2 separate regions of the Danio rerio genome follow, and region 1 is linked to region 2. A link is a contact called in public Hi-C data. All regions are on one chromosome and are shown on one strand. The core of a region is the stretch at or near the end of the contact, and the rest is flanking DNA. Distances in the headings are between cores, read along the strand shown. Region 1 has its middle 49 kb from the start of foxg1b. Region 2 has its middle 40 kb from the start of sptbn1.

The links. Hi-C and Micro-C count contacts between places; a contact is called where the count stands out from the background.
Region 1: a Hi-C map of an unstated tissue shows a contact between it and region 2, with 4 times the contacts expected there. The contact joins two enhancer-like sites. A contact is called at or near these places in 1 of 18 Hi-C or Micro-C datasets (an unstated tissue) and 1 of 4 datasets of contacts at active chromatin or transcription factors (embryo).

What each region holds. Positions count from the first base shown.
Region 1 is chr11:45,574,531-45,579,573 of GRCz12tu, forward strand. No RefSeq gene overlaps it. Among named protein-coding and RNA genes, the nearest start is that of foxg1b, 49 kb to the right of the region's middle. Within about 2 kb of position 3,486, at least 51 of the 62 cell types and tissues checked have an H3K27ac peak or open chromatin away from gene starts, as enhancers often do.
Region 2 is chr11:45,536,165-45,541,402 of GRCz12tu, forward strand. No RefSeq gene overlaps it. Among named protein-coding and RNA genes, the nearest start is that of sptbn1, 40 kb to the left of the region's middle. Within about 2 kb of position 3,882, at least 11 of the 62 cell types and tissues checked have an H3K27ac peak or open chromatin away from gene starts, as enhancers often do.

The sequences.
Region 1 (5,043 bases), core at 2,236-4,735, 38 kb after region 2:
ACATGCATGGAAGAGCTTCAGAAAGACGTGATTGCATATCCACGACACACGAAATGTGTCAGGGATAATAGTTTAAGCATCCAGTAGGTGTGGCTCTAGTGTAAAAACAAAAGGAGTATGCGAGCGGCGTCACTCCAGGGTGCGACAGAACCATCTGGAGCTGCTTTAAATTCCAGCGAATCTGCAAGTTTCCAGGTCTTCTTTAGCACCTCTGAATCCCCTCACCATTGCACCAGTGAAGCAACCTGCTGTCGGGATACACAAAGCACCGCTCGCCATCTCTGGTGAATGTTGCCTGGGGAGACAAATCACTATGGGGACGGCATGGCACCAGGCTGAGTAGGGCATTTGAGCTGTGCTTGCAGTATGTTTACATTGTGCATAGCATGAGAAAGTCAGAATGCAACGCACTGATAGATTTTCCATGGTTTAAAGGAGACCTATTATGACCCTTTTTAACAATATGTAAAATCGCTGATGTCCATATGCGAAGCTTCAACTCAAAATACCACACAAATAATGTTATACCTCTCTGAAACTGCTCCTTTTAGGCTTTGATAGCACAGTAATTGTGCCAATTTGGTTTTAAAAGAGGGCGGAGCTACAAATGCCTGTGTGTCAGCATAGTGGCAGATTCAAAAACAAGACCAACTTCCTATGCTAATGATGGACACTAATGGGTGAGACTTTCCACCTTTGATAACGCCTACAAAGGGAGAATGTCAATCGAAGTATTTCTGCCGACTGTTTTTAGCAAGTGTGATTATAATAAATTGAATTTATCAATTTTGACTATTAGAAGCTGGTCATATTCACACACTCCTGTCACACAAGTGTGTTTAAACCCCTTATAAAGAGATTTTTGCATATAAGGTTACCTTTGAATGAATTTGAAATGCAATTTATGCCACTTGTTGAGTCCTGCAATGCAATGAGGTCATCCAAACACAGTCTGAAAGCTTTCTTCATGCACACTTTAGAGCACACGGGATGTTTTGCGTTGCATGCAGGCTTTCATGACATCACAGACACTTGCTTTGCAACATTTAGATTTCTAAATATTTTCTCAGAATTCCAAATTAATTTTCCAGAATTCTAAATATTGCCTCAGAATTCTAAGTTAATTAAAAAAAAAAATTAAATATTTTGCCCGAACTACAAATTAACATTCCAGAATTTTTTCCATTATTCCATTATTTTTTGCGGAATTCGAAGTTAATATCCCAGAGTTTTTCATATTTTGTGAGAATTCCGAATTAATATTTCAGAATTCTAAATATTACCTCAGAACCCCAAGTTAATATTCTAGAATTTAAAATATTGTGTCAGAATTCTAAGTGAATTCCCCCATAGTTCTAAATATTTTCTCAGAATTCCAAATTAAAATTCCAGAATCCGAAATAGTGTCAGAATTCTAAATTATTATGAAATCATTCTTAATATTTTCTCAGAACTCTCAATATTCCAGATTTCTAAACATTTTCTTAGAATTCCAAATTATTATTTCAGAATTCTGAATATTGTATTGTATCAGAATACCACAGAGTTTTAAATATCATCTCAGAAATCCAAATGAATATGCCAAAACTCTAAATATTTTCTCAGAATTCCAAATTAATATTAAAGAACTTTAATTACTGTCTACTAATTCGATTAAGATCAAAGAATTATAAATATTTAGTGAGAATTCTAAATTAATATTCCAGAATTCTAAATGTTACCTCGGAACCCCTGATTAATATTCCAGAATTTGAATAATTTTCTCAGAATTGTAAGTCGATATCAAAGAATTATAGATATTTTTTTCAGAATTCCAAATTAATATAACAGAACTCTAATTATTGTCTTGTAATTCAGTTAATATAAAAAAATTCTAAATATTTTGTGAGAATTCTAAATTAATATTCAAGAATTCTAAATATTACCTCGGAACCCCTGATTAATACTCCAGAATTTGAATAATTTTCTCAGCATTGTAAGTCGATATCAAAGAATTCTACAATTTTTTTTTTTTTTTGCAGAATTCCAAATTAATATCCCAGAATTTGAAACATTGTCTCAGAATTCTAAGTTAATATCACAGAATACTAAATATTTCCTCAAAAGTCTCGGTCCATATCGTTTAAGTGATATCTCAGAGTTTTACACTTATAAGTGTCTAAGTTTATAACTCACAACTCTATATTAATATCTGAGAAATCCACATTTATATCACACAATCCAGGTTTTAAACTAATTTGAAATGCAATTCATGCCACTTGTTGAGTCCTGCAATGCAATGAGGTCATGCAAACACAGTCTGAGAGCTTTATCTTCAAGCACATTTAAGAGCAGTTGGCGCGACGCGGGATGTTTTGCGTTGCATGCATGCTTTCATGACATCACGGACACTTGCGTTGCGTGCGTGCCATTATGACATCATGTGCAATGTTTTGCTGCACTAGAGTCTCATGGCTTCCATTAAGCGCTAATGTGTCCAGCGCTTAAACGCGACAGTCCGGCGCACATAGCCTATATTTTATTTATTTACAGCCATTTGCGCGCACTCGGCCACGCAAAGGCCGCATTCGTGCTGCAGCATGACGAATAAACACTGTATTACCTTCATAAATCAACATTTGCATCTACAAACGCAGTAAAAATCACTGATAGCCTCCGAAAGCCGTTGATTAGGGGACGCAAATGCGCGACGCTTGAAGTGTAAAAACGCAAAGCCGTGAGAAAACGACTGAAGGATAAAAGTAACCCGCTGCGGTGCTTTCAGGCAACATTAACGTGTGAAATGGTGATTGCAGATCCGCAGTGAAGATGATGGGCATCGGATCAAAATCCATTTCAGGTCACTGAAACTAACGTTCCAGATTTACGCAATTATATCAGTAGACTGCGAGTTATGGCGTCAGAAGCTGCCAAATCACAACAATACACTGGTTACAGTAACCATCGGTTATGCAAACACACATATGCGCTTTGGGAAAGGCAAAACTCCAGCTTGAGGATCTGACCACGCCTGTTTGCATCCATATTCTACTGTACCGTTATTCCACAGCTCGCATCTATGATTCCCTTTATTGATTACGAACATATAACACAATCTAACCTCAATCCTAGATTGCATATAACACACAGCATATTAAATAATGATGTAAATGCCTCCAGGCCCCTAAATCTGGATCAGCATTTAATGCACCTGGATTTATATCATTGACGCAAACTCCTCTCATTTGGACTCCATCACCACCCACGTATTTATGGGAAAAGCAGTGTTATTATTGCGGCAAACGCGATGCGGGCGAGCGCATTTCAGCTCTTTTGATGCTAATAAGACGCTTGGTGATGAAAGAAAGGGTTTGTTTGTACTCACCGATTAAAGAAAACGTGCTAAAGTTGCCCGCGTTTGGAGTCCGCAGCGCGAGAGAGGCAGGACACACTGCGCTGGGAGTGACCGCTGCGCACTGCCGCCCTCCCCGTCAGCTGCTGCACTGAGGCGGGCGCGGGGCGGGACTCACACACCCTACTACGGGGACACACTGCGGCCTTCGCCATAGTAGAGTGGAAATGTTTGATTCGTCTTGGCGAATCGAGTTTGTTTAATTGAATCGACTCACTGATTCGTCTCTTGCGTTCAGATGACTCGTTGAGTTTTCAGTCCCTTTATTGAATATTAGGATTTTCTTTTTTATTGTTTGTTACATTTTTATATATTATTAATAGCTGTTTTGTCACTAAATGGACTCTCAGTTGCCCATGCAAGAAAGATAGACGGATTTTCTTGTATTTAAATTGTGTGAATCATGTTTAAACTGGGTCAAAAACTAGATAATAATAATAATGCCTTATTTTAATTAGCATTAATGATTCTCTCAATGTTTTTGATATTTTATTTTCATTTTTTTAATATTTTAGTTATTATTTCAATTAATATTATTTTATTTTAATTATTATTTCAATTAATATGATTTTTATTTTTATTATTATTTCAATTGATATTATTTTTATTTTTATTATTTTTCTTTAATATTATTTTTATTTTTATTATTATTTCAATTAATATTATTTTTATTTGTATTGTTATTTCATTAATATTATTTTTATTTTAATTATTATTTCATTTAATATTATTTTATTTTAATTATTATTTCAATAAGTATTATTTTATTTTAATTATTATTTCAATGAATATTATTTTTATTTTATTATTATTTAAATGAATAATATTTTTATTTTAAATTATCATTTGTGGTTTCAGCTCTTTTACTATACGTCCTCATATTTCTTCAGTCCTGAATGAGTTCAGAATAATCAATTCATAGAATATTGACTCACCGTTATGGTACTGCCAGTATGAGCTGTTTTGAGGTCAGTCGATGTACTACATTTAGGCCAGACATCTGTGAGTACATGGGGCCATGCTTTGATGAAATATTGAATTATGATGTAGGCATATTTTAAAATCATGCATTCTTAAAAAATGTTGGGTTGATTTAACCCAACGTTGGGTTAATTTAACTAATTAAATTAAAATTAATCTCTAAAAATACTGGGTTTATTTAACCCAAGATAGGGTAATTTATCCAATTAAATTTAAGTTGCATTTTAAAAATGTTGGGTTTATTTAATCCCACATTCGGTTAATTTATTCAATTAAATTTAAATTACAATAAAAAAAATGTTAGGTTGATTTAACTCAACATTGGATTAATTTTATCCAATTAAATAAAATTATGGTTTAAAAATACTGGGTTTATTTAACCCAGGATTGAGTTAATTTATCATGTTAAATTTACGTTGCATTTTAAAAATCCTGAGTGTATTTATCCAATTTAATTAAAAATTGCATTTTAAGAATATTGTGTTGATTTATTCCAACATTGGGTTAATTTTTACAATTAAATTACAATCCCACTTTAAAAATCATTGGTTTATTTAACCCAAGATTGGGTTAATTTATCCAATTTAACCTAAATTGCATTTTAAAATCTTGGGTTGATTTAATTCAACATTGGGTTAATTTATCCAATTAAATTGAAAATATAATCAAAA
Region 2 (5,238 bases), core at 2,632-5,131:
AATATACTACTACTAATAGTAATAACACATTATTATAAAATAATAATATGTAAAAATGAAATATAAGATAATAAAATATTATATATATATATATATATATATATATATATATATATATATATATATATATATATATATATATATATATAACAAAATATAATAGAACATAATATAATATAATATAATATAATATAATCATTTTTAAATAATGCACAATACTACAGATATATTAAAATTATCATATTAATTTATTGATTAATGGTGCTTACGTTACTTAATGCAAAATAATACATTAAAGATGCAAAATGTAACAGTGTATGTATTAGTGTGATTTTGGGTTCTGGGGAATCTCCATGGTCACGGTGTCTTTGGAAAGCTCAAAGTTTCTGAAAGAGGCTCATTGTGTAGAAAAGCATCAAACTGAGGCTTTCTCTCATTGTCACATAAAGCTGTCTGCTGTTTGTCTGCTCAATGAAAGAGCGAGAGGACACTTTCACAAAAGCCCATCACTAAAACTGACAAACAAAAAGACAGATTCTTTCCCATTATACGTCTACTTTCCCAGTATGAGCATCTCACTGACACTCTCAACACTTACATGCTACGATAGTTACCACAGTTCACCACTGCTACTGTAATAAATCCATTAAACATGGTAAAAGAAATGTACATCACAACATATCATATGAAAAAAACACTAGTGTTCCTCAACCACATTATGGTAAAGTACTTGAATTAATCTGACATGGTGATTCTTTAGTTGCTATGGTAACACAACAACTACAGTAATTAATTTGTTGTGGTGATTCTATAGTTGCTTCGGTAACAACAACTATAATCGATCTGTTGTGGCGATTCTATAATTGCTATGGTAACAACAAATGCAATAATTTATCTGTTGTGGTGATTCTTTAGTTGCTATGGTAACAACAACTAGTAATTTATCTGTTGTGGTGATTCTATAGTTGCCATGGTAACACAACAACTAGTACTTGATCTGTTATGGCTATTCTATAGTTGCTATGGTAACACAACAACTTTCGTAATTTATCTGTTGGGGTGATTCTATAGTTGCTATGGTAACACAACAACGATAGTAATTGATCTGTTAAAGTGATTATATAGTTGCTATGGTAACACAACAACTCTCATAATTAATCTGTTGGGGTTGATTCTATAGTTGCTATGGTAACACATCCACGGTAGTAATTGATCTGTTAAAGCAATTATATAGTTGCTAAGGTAACACAACAACTTGGGAGATTCTACAGTTGCTATGGTAACACAACGATAGTGATTGATCTGTTAAAGTGATTATATAGTTGCTATGGTAACACAACAACTTTCGTAATTAATCTGTTGGAGTGATTCTATAGTTGCTATGGTAACAACAACTAGTACTTGATCTGTTGTGGCTATTCTATAATTGCTATGGTAACACAACACGATAGTAATTGATCTGTTAAAGCGATTATATAGTTGCTATGGTAACACAACAACTCTCATAATTAATCTGTTGGGTGATTCTATAGTTGCTATGGTTACACAACAACGATAGCAATTGATCTGTTAAAGTGATTATATAGTTGCCATGGTAACACAACAACTTGGGGGATTCTATAGTTGCTATGGTAACAACAACGATAGGGATTGATCTGTTAAAGCGATTATATGGTTGCTATGGAAACACAACAACTTTTGTAATTTATCTGTTGGGGTGATTCTATAGTTGCTATGGTAACAACAACGATAGTGATTGATCTGTTAAAGCAATTATATGGTTGCTATGGAAACACAACAACTTTCGTAATTATATATATATATATAATATATATTTATAATATATATATATATATATATATATATATATATATATATATATATATATATATTTTATAATACACTTATACTAGAAGATAGTTCAACAACAATACTGCCCATTACTATAGTATTTTTGATGGAAAGATAGCTACTGGCTAACATTACTGCTCATTCTGATGTACTAAACACTACATGATGTTACAGTTCTCTTATCTGCACAGAAAATGTAATCTGTATAAGTCTGTGACCTAAAAATACAGTGCATTACAAATCTGTGTTCATGAATTATGCTGACACTGAGCAGTTTTAGGACTAATCTAACAACGGCTCTAATCTTGATCAGAGACAATGGTCACTTTAATCACATTAGACACACAGCATGCCAACATCAAAAATACTACAGTAATTTATAGCAAATACTATAGGATTTTAAACCATGCTATAGTCAAGTGTATTATACCAAAGACTGTAAAATACACAAGACATGTCAGTCATATTGTTTTATCACTATGACAATCACAGCATTTTCTAATCCATGATTTCAATTTATCACCCCACTCTAATTGCTAGATTCACGTGGATCTGATTATAGCCCTAAAATACAAAAAATAATAAATAAATAAATAAATAACATGTCTGCCTCATAAATACAATTGTATATATATATATATATATATATATATATATATATATATATATATATATATATATATATATATACACACACACACATATACACACAATAACTGGTCACTTTATTAGGTACACCTGTCCAACTGCTTGTTACCACAAATTTCTAATCAGCCAATCACATGGCAGCAACTCAATTTAGGCATTTAGGCATGTAGACATGGTCAAGACGATCTGCTGCAGTTCACACCGAGCATCAGAATGGGGAAGAAAGGGGATTTAAGTGACTTTGAACGTGGCATGGCTATTGGGACCAGACGGGCTGCTCTGAGTATTTCAGAAACTGCTGATCTACTGAGATTTTCACGCACAACCATCTCTAGGGTTTACAGAGAATGGTCTGAAAAAGAGGAAATATCCAGTGAGCGGCAGTTCTGTGGGCGCAACTGCCTTGTTGATGCCAGAGGTCAGAGGAGAATGGCCAGACTGGTTCCAGCTGATAGAAAGGCGACAGTAACTCAAATAAGCACTCGTTACAACAGAGCTCTGCAGAAGAGCATCTCTGAACACACAACACGTCCAACCTTGAGGCGGATGGGCTACAGCAGCAGAAGACCACACCGGGTGCCACTCCTGTCAGCAAAGAACAGGAAACTGAGGCTACAATTCACACAGACTCACCAAAACTGGACAATAGAAGATTGGAGAAACGTTGCCTGCTCTGATGAGTCTCCATTTCTGCTGACACATTCAGATAATCGGGTCAGAATTTGGCCTCAACAGTATGAAAGCATGGATCCATCCTGCCTAGCATCAGCGGTTCAGGCTGGTGGTGGTGTAATAGTGTGGGGTAGATTTTCATGGCACTTTTCTTGTGTGATGCTATCATGTCAATATGGAGCAAAATCTCTGAGGAATATTTCCAGTAGCTTGTTGAATCTATGCCACAAAGGATTAAGGCAGTTCTGAAGGCAAAAAAGGGTCCAACCCAGTACCAGTAAGGTGTACCTATTAAAGTGGCCAGTGAGTATATGTTCATATTTATCCTTATTTCTATAGCCTTTTTTAAAAGGTAGATTGTGACAAAGCAACTTAACATAGTGTAATATTTCAATTTGTGGAACATTCATGCTGTGTGCACCGTGTTTAATCTGTATCACACTGTTTCTGATTAAAATACAAGCATGAGTAACAGAGCCACTGAAGCTTCTCCTCTCCAACAGCCCTAATAATTCCAGTAAGTGTGGGGTAGTTTGGTTGCTGTGGTGATGTGTGTGTGTGTGTGTGTGTGTGTGTGTGTGTGTGTGTGTGTGTGTGTGTGTGTCTGCAGGCCTGTAGGATGAGGATGCGTGGGATTGAACGGCTGCTGCTCACATTCACAATGATCTGCCAAGGCTACACTGACATTACACTGGCCCTCATGGAGGAGTTCATTCTGCTGAAGATTCATACCACCCACACACTCTTACACACATACACATAGATCTACACCCACCCACACATACACATAGCTATGTACACACTCACAGAGACAGACACAGACACATAGATATAGATACACACACACACACTGTACACAAACTTACAAAGACACACATACAGTACACAAGCACACAAATGCAGACACACACATACATACACACAGATATATAAATTTACACACTCACTCACATACACATACATAGATAGATATATGTGAGTGTGTGTGTATATACATATATACACACACATGCACAGATACACACACAAAACACTTGTATGTACTGTACACACACACACACACACACACACACACACACACACACACACACACACATATATATATATGTACTGTATACACTCACACACACTCACAGACACACATATTTACACATATATACACACACATGCAAACATGCACGCGCACACACACACACACACACACACACACACACACACACACATGTACTGTATACAGACTCATACACACTCACAGTCACACATATTTACACATACACACATGCAAACATGCGCGCCTGCGCACACACCCACCCACCCACACACACACACACACGCACACACGCACACACGCACACACGCACACACGCACACACGCACACACGCACGCACACACACGCACGCACACACACGCACGTGCACACACGCACGTGCACACACACATACATAGAGACAGAGAGAAATAATGACACAAACACGCGTGCAACACACACAGACACACACATACGCACACACAAAGTACAAACCATATATTCTCTCCTCTACCCCTAAACTTGACCCTCACAGCAAACAATTTGCACTTTTACATCTTCATAAAACTTCATTCTGTCTTATTTACGAGTCGTTTCCTTCATGGGGACTAAAAAAAGGTCCCCACAAGGTCAAAATGAACCGGTATTGCTATACTTGTGGGGACATTAAATCCATGCAAAATGATAAATGATAAACAAGCACATATTTATACCCACAAACACACACACATGCGCTCAGCCAGTCCAAAAACACCCACACACTCCTCAGATCTCCATGCTGATTTGCTGTGATGTGTGTATGAATCTGGCATTCGCAATCCTCAAATGTCTGCTCTTCAACAGGCAGCTGGGAGAGTTTGGGTGTGTCTGAATGCCCAGCTGGACTTGTGCGTGTCTGCTAAACCTTTCTGAAACACACACTCCAAACACTGCTGGGTTGTTTCAACACGAAATGGGGATAAAATCTGGACAGACCAAAGTTTAGGTTACAATTATAACATAAAATCTTTTCAAAATGTGAAACGCGAAAGGGGCAGTT